Regions from separate parts of the Sus scrofa genome. Here all the other regions are linked to region 1. A link is a contact called in public HiChIP or PLAC-seq data. All regions are on one chromosome and are shown on one strand. Each heading gives the region's core, a stretch centred on a gene start, on an enhancer-like site or on the middle of the called end of the contact. The rest is flanking DNA. Distances are from core to core; before and after follow the strand shown.

Evidence for each region. HiChIP or PLAC-seq counts read pairs in DNA pulled down with a chosen protein or histone mark.
Region 2: an H3K27ac HiChIP or PLAC-seq map of alveolar macrophages shows a contact between it and region 1. The contact joins two enhancer-like sites. A contact is called at or near these places in 2 of 47 Hi-C or Micro-C datasets (embryonic fibroblasts and mesenteric adipose tissue) and 1 of 2 datasets of contacts at active chromatin or transcription factors (alveolar macrophages).
Region 3: a contact with region 1 is called in an H3K27ac HiChIP or PLAC-seq map of alveolar macrophages. The contact joins two enhancer-like sites. A contact is called at or near these places in 9 of 47 Hi-C or Micro-C datasets (embryonic fibroblasts, fetal heart ventricle, fetal skeletal muscle and 6 more) and 1 of 2 datasets of contacts at active chromatin or transcription factors (alveolar macrophages).

Annotation. Positions count from the first base shown.
Region 1 is chr14:101,137,867-101,140,828 of Sscrofa11.1, forward strand. All of the region lies in intron 7 of LIPA (lipase A, lysosomal acid type), which reads right to left. Among named protein-coding and RNA genes, the nearest start is that of CH25H, 11 kb to the left of the region's middle. Within about 2 kb of position 1,430, at least 31 of the 83 cell types and tissues checked have an H3K27ac peak or open chromatin away from gene starts, as enhancers often do. A contact at or near this core is called in alveolar macrophages, where this site is marked.
Region 2 is chr14:100,759,927-100,762,888 of Sscrofa11.1, forward strand. All of the region lies in intron 1 of ANKRD22 (ankyrin repeat domain-containing protein 22), which reads right to left. Among named protein-coding and RNA genes, the nearest start is that of ANKRD22, 11 kb to the right of the region's middle. Within about 2 kb of position 1,580, at least 1 of the 83 cell types and tissues checked has an H3K27ac peak or open chromatin away from gene starts, as enhancers often do. A contact at or near this core is called in alveolar macrophages, where this site is marked.
Region 3 is chr14:100,864,700-100,867,661 of Sscrofa11.1, forward strand. No RefSeq gene overlaps it. Among named protein-coding and RNA genes, the nearest start is that of ACTA2, 21 kb to the right of the region's middle. Within about 2 kb of position 1,567, at least 16 of the 83 cell types and tissues checked have an H3K27ac peak or open chromatin away from gene starts, as enhancers often do. A contact at or near this core is called in alveolar macrophages, where this site is marked.

The sequences.
Region 1 (2,962 bases), core at 180-2,679:
GGAACCGAATCCGAGCCATGGCTGTGACCTACACCATAGCAACAGCAACCCTGGATTCTTAACCCACTGAACCAGACCAGGTATTGAACCTGAGCTGCCACAGAGACAACACTGGATCCATAACCTGATGTGCAACAGCGGGAACTTCTACAGTGTTTTAAAGAGCCTACCTAAAGTATATTTTGGATTTTGTAGGTTTTGAACAATAGAGAACGAACATCAGACCATATGAGGTACTTATTAAAAATGCAGATCCCAAGGATTCCCTGCTGGCACAGTGGGTCTAATATCCAGAGTTGTCACTGCTGTGGCCTGGGTTTGATCCCTAGCATAGAAACTTCTGTACGCTGCAAGTGTAGCCAAAAAAAAAAAAAAAAAAGGCAGGAGCTCCTGTTGTGGCTCAGCAAACATGAATCTGACTAGCATCCATGAGGAGTTCAATCCCTGGCCTTGCTCAGTGGGTTAAGGATCCAGTGTTGCTGGTGGTGTAGGTAGCTGATGTAGCTCAGATCTGGCATTGCTGTGGTTGTGGTGTAGACTGGCAGCTACAGCTCCAATTAGACCCCTAGCCTGGGAACCTCCATATGCCACAGGTGTGGCCCTAAAATAAAATAAATTAAAATAAAATAAAAGCAGATCCCAGGGACATACCCCTGGGAATTCTGATTCTCAACAAGTCTTGGGTAGACCCAAGAATCTACATTTTTTATAGCACCTTCAGTAATTCTGAGCATCACTGTAAAGATAAGGACCAGCCTTCTTCAAATAGGACCAAGTACCTGGGCTTTGGGGCACAGCTGGCAAGAGGGCTAGAGATTCTTCAGGGTCTCTGAAATGTGTGAGGTTTATAAAGAGAATAAGAAGATTTGTAAACTAAATTAAAAAAAACCCAGTGAAGAACTAGGTATTAGAACTGTTGAGAACTGAATGCTATTTACTTAAGCAAAATATCCACTTCAAAGTATACTATAATATACTATAAGTAAAATGGCCTTTAAAGGCACCCCCAAACTCTACCCCTTCCCAACTTCAAACTGAGTTAGTTATAGTGCTCAAGCCTGCCAGCACCCAGGCCCCACAGGCCTTCAGCAGAAACTTCTCCCAACAGGTAGCCGGCTGCTCACCAGCCTGTCCTGGGTAGACAAAGAGAGGCAGTCCTTGGCCAACAGCCCAGAGGGCACAGGCCAGGAAGATCCTATGACACAGTTGCACAAAGCAACTTTTTTTTTTTTTTTTACAAAGGGATGACCTAGGGAGCAGAAGAGCAAAGGGCACGGCTGCCTTCTGCAGTGTATCTGGGTTCAGAAGCATTTGTGAGGCACATTCCAATGTCTTAGGACTTAAAACCACAAAGGTCACCCCAGGGCCTGAGAGCAGCGGTCTGAACTGCAGCCAGCAGGCTTTGATCCCAGCTAGCTGCTTGAGTAAAGGGCTGGCACAAGAGCAGAAGCCTGGACTGCGGCCAGCCCAAGAGCTCCAGGACAAACCAGCACCCAGTGGAGGCCCACTGCAGGAAAGGCTGAGGGAATGCCATGCATGCTGTGACAGCCTTGGCCATCACATTCCCAAGGGCCTGTGAAAGGTCAGGGCTAGTGGTCACCTGTACTGTGCTGGGGTGTGGGGTGCCACATGTAGGCAGCCAGTGTCTGCCCTCAGTTTGGCTCAGTCATCTTCCACACAGGGGAGCACTGACTGCTTGAGACAGAAACTAGGTCCTTCTGAAAGATGTCCATAAGGTAAGAGGGTAACATTGCTCAAAAAGATAGGGTATTTTGATGGCAGGGTATAGAGAGAAAACAAGCGACTGTTAACAGACATGTGGCCGAGGAGCAAAGCAGGGGCCTGAATGGACACTTGTGAATGCACATTTGAGGGCCTTTGAAGGTTTCAGGACAGTGGCCTCAGGGCCAAGTGTGTGTTCTCCAGCATGTCATGAGCTACCTGCCTTTCAGATGCTCCTCTTCTAGGCAGAACTCTGGCACTGAGCCCCCTGACAGTTAACACTGGGCTTTACAGCCACTATGGGGCTAAAAGCCTCAGGCACAGTCCTGCCTGGTTCCCTAGGGATGAGCCAAGGAGAGGAGAATGAGGGCACTGCCAACCGGCAGGTTCCTGGGACAACTGAGGAGGATACTAAAGCTCCAGCGATGTTCTGGATCAGTGATTCCCAAATCTGTTTGGGCAGAAGAATCTATTGGGCAGAAGCTTTTAAAAATACCAATTCTCTGGAGTTCCCGTTATGGCTCAGTGGTTAACAAATCTGACTAGGAACCATGAGGTTGTGGGTTCAATCCCCGGCCTTGCTCAGTGGGTTAAGGATCCAGCGCTGCTGTGAGCTGTGGTGTAGGTTACAGACGCGGCTCAGATCCCGAGTTGCGTGGCTCTGGCATAGGCCGGTGTCTACAACTCCGATTAGACCCCTAACCTGGGAACCTCCATATGTCGCGGGAGTGGCTCAAGAAATGGCAAAAAGACAAAAATTAAATAAATAAAAATAATAAAAATACCAATTCTCCTCACTCAGTACCAAAAAGAAATGAACTACTTACTGATGCATGGACAACCTGGGTGAATCTCAAAATTATTACGCTGAGTAAGAGAAGTCAGGCAAAAACGCATGTATACTGAATGATTATACTTAAAACTCTGGAAAGTGCAAAATGACCTATAGTGCCAGGAAACAGACAGGAGAGGGTGGAGGAGGGTATTAAAAGTGACCTCTGCGGATGGCAGATATGTCCACTATCTTGATTCTGGTGATGGGTTTGCAGATGTGTATCTATGTTAAAATATACTACATTGTACACTTCACCTAATTAGGCCTCAAGAAAGCTTCACTTAGGCCTCAAAAAATAAAAGTACAGGAGGTCCCATTGTGGCTCAGTGACAAACCACCTTGTATCCATGAGGGCATGGGTTCAATCCCTGGCCTCACTCAGTGGGTTAAGGACCCAGTGTTGCC
Region 2 (2,962 bases), core at 330-2,829, 380 kb before region 1:
GACGAATAATATACAGCAATTAGATGTTTTTTATTTTAGAAAGCATTACAAGGATCTTTGCAAAGCACGATAGGAGTTTAACAGCAAGGCTTGAGCAGACCTCATCTTTCTTCCTTTCTCCCTTCCTTCTTTCCTTTCTTTTTCTTTCTTTCTTTCTTTCTTTCCTTCTTTCTTTTTCTTTCTTTCTTTCTTTCTTTCTTTCTTTCTTTCTTTCTTTCTTTCTTTCTTTCTTTCTTTCTTTCTTTCCTTCTTTCTTTTTCTTTCTCTCTCTCTCTTTCTTTCTTTCTTTCTTACTTTTTCTTTCTTTCTCTCTCCCTCCCTCTTTCTTTCTTTCCTTCCTTCCTTCCTTCCTTCCTTCCTTCCTTCCTTCCTTCCTTCTTTCTTTCTTTCTTTCTTTCTTTCTTTCTTTCTTTCTTTCTTTCTTTCTTTCTTTCTTTCTTTCTTTCTTTCCACCTGCACCCATGGCATATGCAAGCTCCCAGGCTAGGGGTCAAATGCCACAGCTTGTGGCAACTCTGGATGCTTAACCCACTGAGTGAGGCCAGGGATCAAACCCACATCCTCATGGACACTATGTCAGGTTCTTAATCACTGAGCCATGACAAGAATTCCCTCTGTTTTATTTTTTAATGGGTAATTACTTTTCCCCCCTCTGCTCTCCCTCTGAACTCTCTCCTTTTTTCAATACTTCATGTTTAGTATCTCCCATCTGGGCCCTCCCTTACTGCTCCCTCTACAAAACAAAACACTTTTCAGCCTCTCTCTTCACCTGGCTAACTTTTAACTCAATCCTTCATATCATTTAACTTTCATTTTATGGAGTTCCCATCATGGTTCAGTGGTTAATGAACCCCACTAGCATCATGAGGACGTGGGTTCAATCCCTGGCCTCGTTCAGCATTGCAGTGTAGGTCACAGACATGGCCCAGGAACCAACATATGCCACAGGTGCAGCCCTAAAAAGACAAAAAAAAAAAATGTCCTTTTATCTAAGTCTTTTCTGACTCCAATGTTCATTCAAAGCAACTGGCATAGCTCTTTTCATAATTATTTGTAATTGTTAATTTTAAGGTAGTGTGATCAGGAGGGGTTGAGGCCACAGTGAATGAAAGAAGGCTCTGAAGTTCAGGTTATAAATTCTACGTGGCTAGAAGCTACATCGTTCCGTTCACCACCATAGCCCCAGCATTGAACGCAGCATGGGGCACCTGGTAGGCAAATCTTAAATATTTTCAGGTTGATTTTAATTAGATAGTGCGAAAAAAGCACTTAAAGTACTTGGCACATGAATGATTCTCAATTTATGCAAGTTATTATCATTGCTTATTAAGATTAATTGCATTAATTAGCAGTATCTTCCATGAGGTAAAGAAATAGTAGTAGTCAGAGATGGCAGGAGAAACTCGAAAAAGATACGGCCCAAATACAAAGAAGGAAAAGCTTTTTTAAAAAAATTAGAAAATTAAGTTAATCGTGATGTCTAATTTTTAACTAGATATCACATACATGTAATTTGTTGCATGAACTACACAGGCAGCTGGAGTCTATGCTGTTATAATCTCTCAGTCACCACTAGGGGGCAGGGTCATAAAAGTACTGACAAGTCTATCATCAGGGAAAAAACTGTTACATAGATGTAGCTGCAGAGAAAAACCTATTTCACTTTTTTTAATTTGCCGTACACCAGTGATAATTTGCCAGTGATCACTGCTATTCACAGACTCGCACTTGGGAAGTGATGGTCTACTGCGCAGAACTTTAAAATGGGCGGCTATAGAGTTCATTTTTCTGGTGAAAAGTAAAATATCTCCTGGGCTCAGACATCACATGTGAAATCTTTTTAAATGGCCACATCTGTAGCATATGGATATTCCCAGGCCGGGGACTCAATCTGAGCCATAGCTGCAACCCATCCTGCAGCTGCAGCAATGCTGGATCCTTTAATCCACTATGCCACAGTGGGAACTCCCCACCTATAAATTACTCATTTTTCTTTTCCTAAAATTTTAAATTACAATATTAAAAAACTGGAGTTTTCATGTAGTTATCTGGCTTTCCAGCGTCTCTTAAAAAATTGAAAAATTTGACAACATTGAGCTCACAGTTACTCAGAACACCACAGAAATCTCCCACTGTTTGGCTCCTCAAAATCTTTACTGAGAGTTAACTATAAAGAGGAAAAGAAAAGTGGACAGTCTTCCTGCAGGAGTTGCCCAGTCCCCTTTGAGTGCTTTCTCAATCCCATTTGAGCAATTTCACTTAGAGTATTTATCTGATCTTATCTTCCAATCTTTCGTAGACGGCTTCTGTGTTTAGCAATATCTGCTAAAAAAGAAAAAAAAAAGGTTTTAAAGTTTCAGGAAGGAAGATAGAGTTAAGAGAATGAAGTGTAAGAAATGGATTTGATCACTAACAACCATTCAGAGATCAATTTTTATACAGTGTTGGGCAGAAGGCTGAATGCAGGGGCCTGAGAATGTGGTCTGTGAAGACTCAGTGTGATTGGAGAGGAATCTGTGATATGTTTGTTAATGAAAGCTAAGAGGGGGCTAGTGAGTGCCCAGAGGGATGTAGCAAGGTCCAGCCAAATCTCTGCACATTGGTAGGCAAAGTGGCAGCATTTAGAAGAAGAGCTGAAATGTCAGGAACAGAAGAACAGGTGCAAGAAAGGACACAGCCAGAAGAAGCCCCAAGAGGGGCAGCGATAGCTGCCACTGGGTGTCCGTAGGTCTAGACAGTTCCTACACTTCTCTTCTGGGTAAGCAAGGGGCACAGATGTCCAAAAGTTGGGAGACACTAGAATTGGGAGTCCCATGGCATCTAACTCTTAAAACAAATAAATGAGGTGACTTCAATGGACATAAACGTGGGGCGGAGTGGGGGGGGGGAGTGGTTACAAATACAGACACTGGAAGCAAACTTTCTGGGTTCCAGTCTCAACTCCACCAGGTAATAGGTACGT
Region 3 (2,962 bases), core at 317-2,816, 270 kb before region 1:
CTCAGAGCTACCAACTTCTCATTCAGGGTTGCCTTAATTGCTTGTAATGGGTGACGGATTTCAAGGCAGACATTTCACAGAGAAAACGCTATGAGCTCTGCTTTGGAAAACTGAGTCAACTAGAGTCATACTTCTAAAGTCTATGTGTGGCCCAGTTCTTTGGGGTTCTCTTTTCTACACATGCGTCCTCTCCCATCTCTGGGCCTCTGCCTGGAGCACATTCCTGTTCATGCTACTTCCTCTTCTCCAGTCTCAACACCCTCACCCCCCCCCCCATTTTTTTCCCAGTTAACTGTGACTCTTTAGGCCTCTTTTTTTTTTTTTTTTTTTGTCTTTTTTTGCTGTTTCTTGGGCCGCTCCCACGGCATATGGAGGTTCCCAGGCTAAGGGTCAAATTGGAGCCATAGCCACCAGCCTACACCAGAGCCACAGCAATGCGGAATCCGAGCCTCGACTGCAACCTACATCACAGCCCAAAGTAACGCCGGATCCTGAGCAAGGCCAGGGATCAAACCCGCAACCTCATGGTTCCTATTCGGATTCGTTAACCACTGAGCCACAATGGGAACTCCTTTAAGGCTCTTCTTAAACTCCACCTTCTCAAGGAAGCCTCCCCAAGGTCATAAGAGCTTATAACCCATGTATTTCCACTTTCGTAATCCTCTTAGTGTACTCTACCTATTTGTTTAATGTCCATTTCCTCATAGACAGTAAGTTTGATCCAGCCAGAACCTTGTTCTTTGTAAATCTGGAAAGTGCCTTTCAAATGTTTTCTAAATTGGCTTGGCTCACCCAGGAACAAATATTACTTAAACATCTGGTTTTTACACTCTGATACAGAAGAACTACATCCCTAGCAATCCCATTCCCTCCGTCTCTCTCTCTCTCTTTTTCTCGCTCTCTCTCTCTCTCTCCTGGCTTTTTGTATAAGCTTAGTTGCTGCAGTGGCTTGTGGTCACTCTGTGAGTATGCTGGCCCAGACAACGCCCCCATCCCTCACAGGAAATGCAAATTCTTCTCCAGGCTGTTCTTTGAAATCCTGCTAAAAATACCCAAGCTTAGCATGAATGCACAAATGAGATCAGAAAGACAACAGAGAATTATTCATTTATTTAAAAAGTCATGCTTCCTCCTGTGCAAAGGCTGCATGATGTGGATCAATGTTATTAAAATCCCATGTCATCCTCAGGGGCTGCAAAAGCCCGTGGTGGGAAAATTGGCTGTCATAGAAGAAGGCTCTTAGTGTTTGGTTTGCTATCGTTAAGGCGAGAAGAGGACTGAGGAAGCAGCCAAACCTGTCTGCTGTGGGTTTTTTCTCCTCGGGAGATTCATATGAGCCTGGATAATGGGACTCTGCCACCAAGTCCAGCCCTTCAAGTCATGCGAATCTTGTGAGATCAAGGCCAGGAGTTACTGATCTACGCTGGAGGAAGTGCTTAGGCCCTGTGGCTGAGTGCTCACAAAGAACATTTCAATCATGCATGTTCAGTGGATGGTTCTGGTTTCCCTGATTTTTGCCTCTGGCCCTGCCAGTTTCCAGATTGAGAAACTGGTCTAAAAGCCCTTTCCTTTAGCGGAGAGCTCGCGCCCTCTGGTGGTGAATATGAAGTACAGCCAACTTGGTTCACTTGTCCTAAACCTTGCAATGACTCTGGGAATGCTTGGTGAGTTTTGCCTAAATTTTCAAAGTGATCCATTCCCAAGTGTCTAATCCTTAAATTTCAGTCCAGGAGGTATTGAGTGCCTTGCCTGGTAAGCAAAAATTCACAACTGGAGCATTTCAATCATAGCATGTTACAGAGATTCTTAAATTTTGATGTGCCAGACAATTACCAGAATTCCCTCCTGACTCAGCAGCTTAAGGTTCTGGTGTTGTCATGGCTGTGGCTCTGATTACAGCTGTGGCGCGGGGTCAGTCCTTGACCCAGGAACTTCTGCATGCCATGGAAGTGACCAAAAAAAAATCACCAGAGAAATCTGATTAAAGCTCAGGTTTGCAGCCACATCAACAGATGTTGTAGCTCAGCAGCCCTTGGGTTTTTCAGAAATCTGCCTATTTAAAGTGAGCCCCCAAAGAGGTTGATCTGTGTGGACTATTCTTTGAGAAATGCTGGCTTAAAAGCTAAAAGTATGGATTTGCAGCTCAAGTCTCACCTCTGTCAGTGGAATGACATTGGGTATATTCCTTAACCTGGGTAGCCTCAGTTGCTCCAACTGTGAGGAAAAAAAAAAGAGAGAGAGAGAGAGAGTGAGAACATCCACTCCATAGGGCTGTTGTGGGATGAAATGAGATCCTAATAGAAAGGGCTTGGCAGGATCTGGTCATGACAGGTGCCCAGCACATGACAGCTCATATTATTTGCAATAATCATCCTAATTACCTCAAGCTACAGGGCAGAGAAGACCAGGGGAGCTTGGGTTTTCTGGACCAAATAGCCATTAAATCTTGGGCCCTGAGGTCTCTGCAGTGAGATGTCGACGTGAATGGAGATCCTCTCACTCCCAAGGACAATCGGTGGTTGATTACCCCATCCAGATGTTTGTACCCAGGAGAACAAGTGGTACCCAGCCTGGGAGCTGCTGAGGACACTCAACAGTCTGGACAGAACACTGCCTTGAGACTAAGGACAGGAGTCTCTGTCTCTGTTTAGGGACAGAGAGGAGTTTTTATATGTATTTGTATCTCCTACAAGCCACATGGGTAAAAGAGAAACAAAGGGTGGCAGCTCTCCTGTATGATGGTATTAAGGGAACAACTCCCATTTATCTATAAAATGGACAGGATAATATTTTCCACATGTATTTCTGATGAACAAATGAGTGAGGATACCTGTAAATACATGATGATTGACACCAGTGGTCCTTGGGAAGTATTGTTATTTTTCCCGTCCCTCCTGTTGTGAATGTATTTGTAGTATTGTTTTCAGAGACAAATATTGATCAAAAGGGAAACATGATCTAG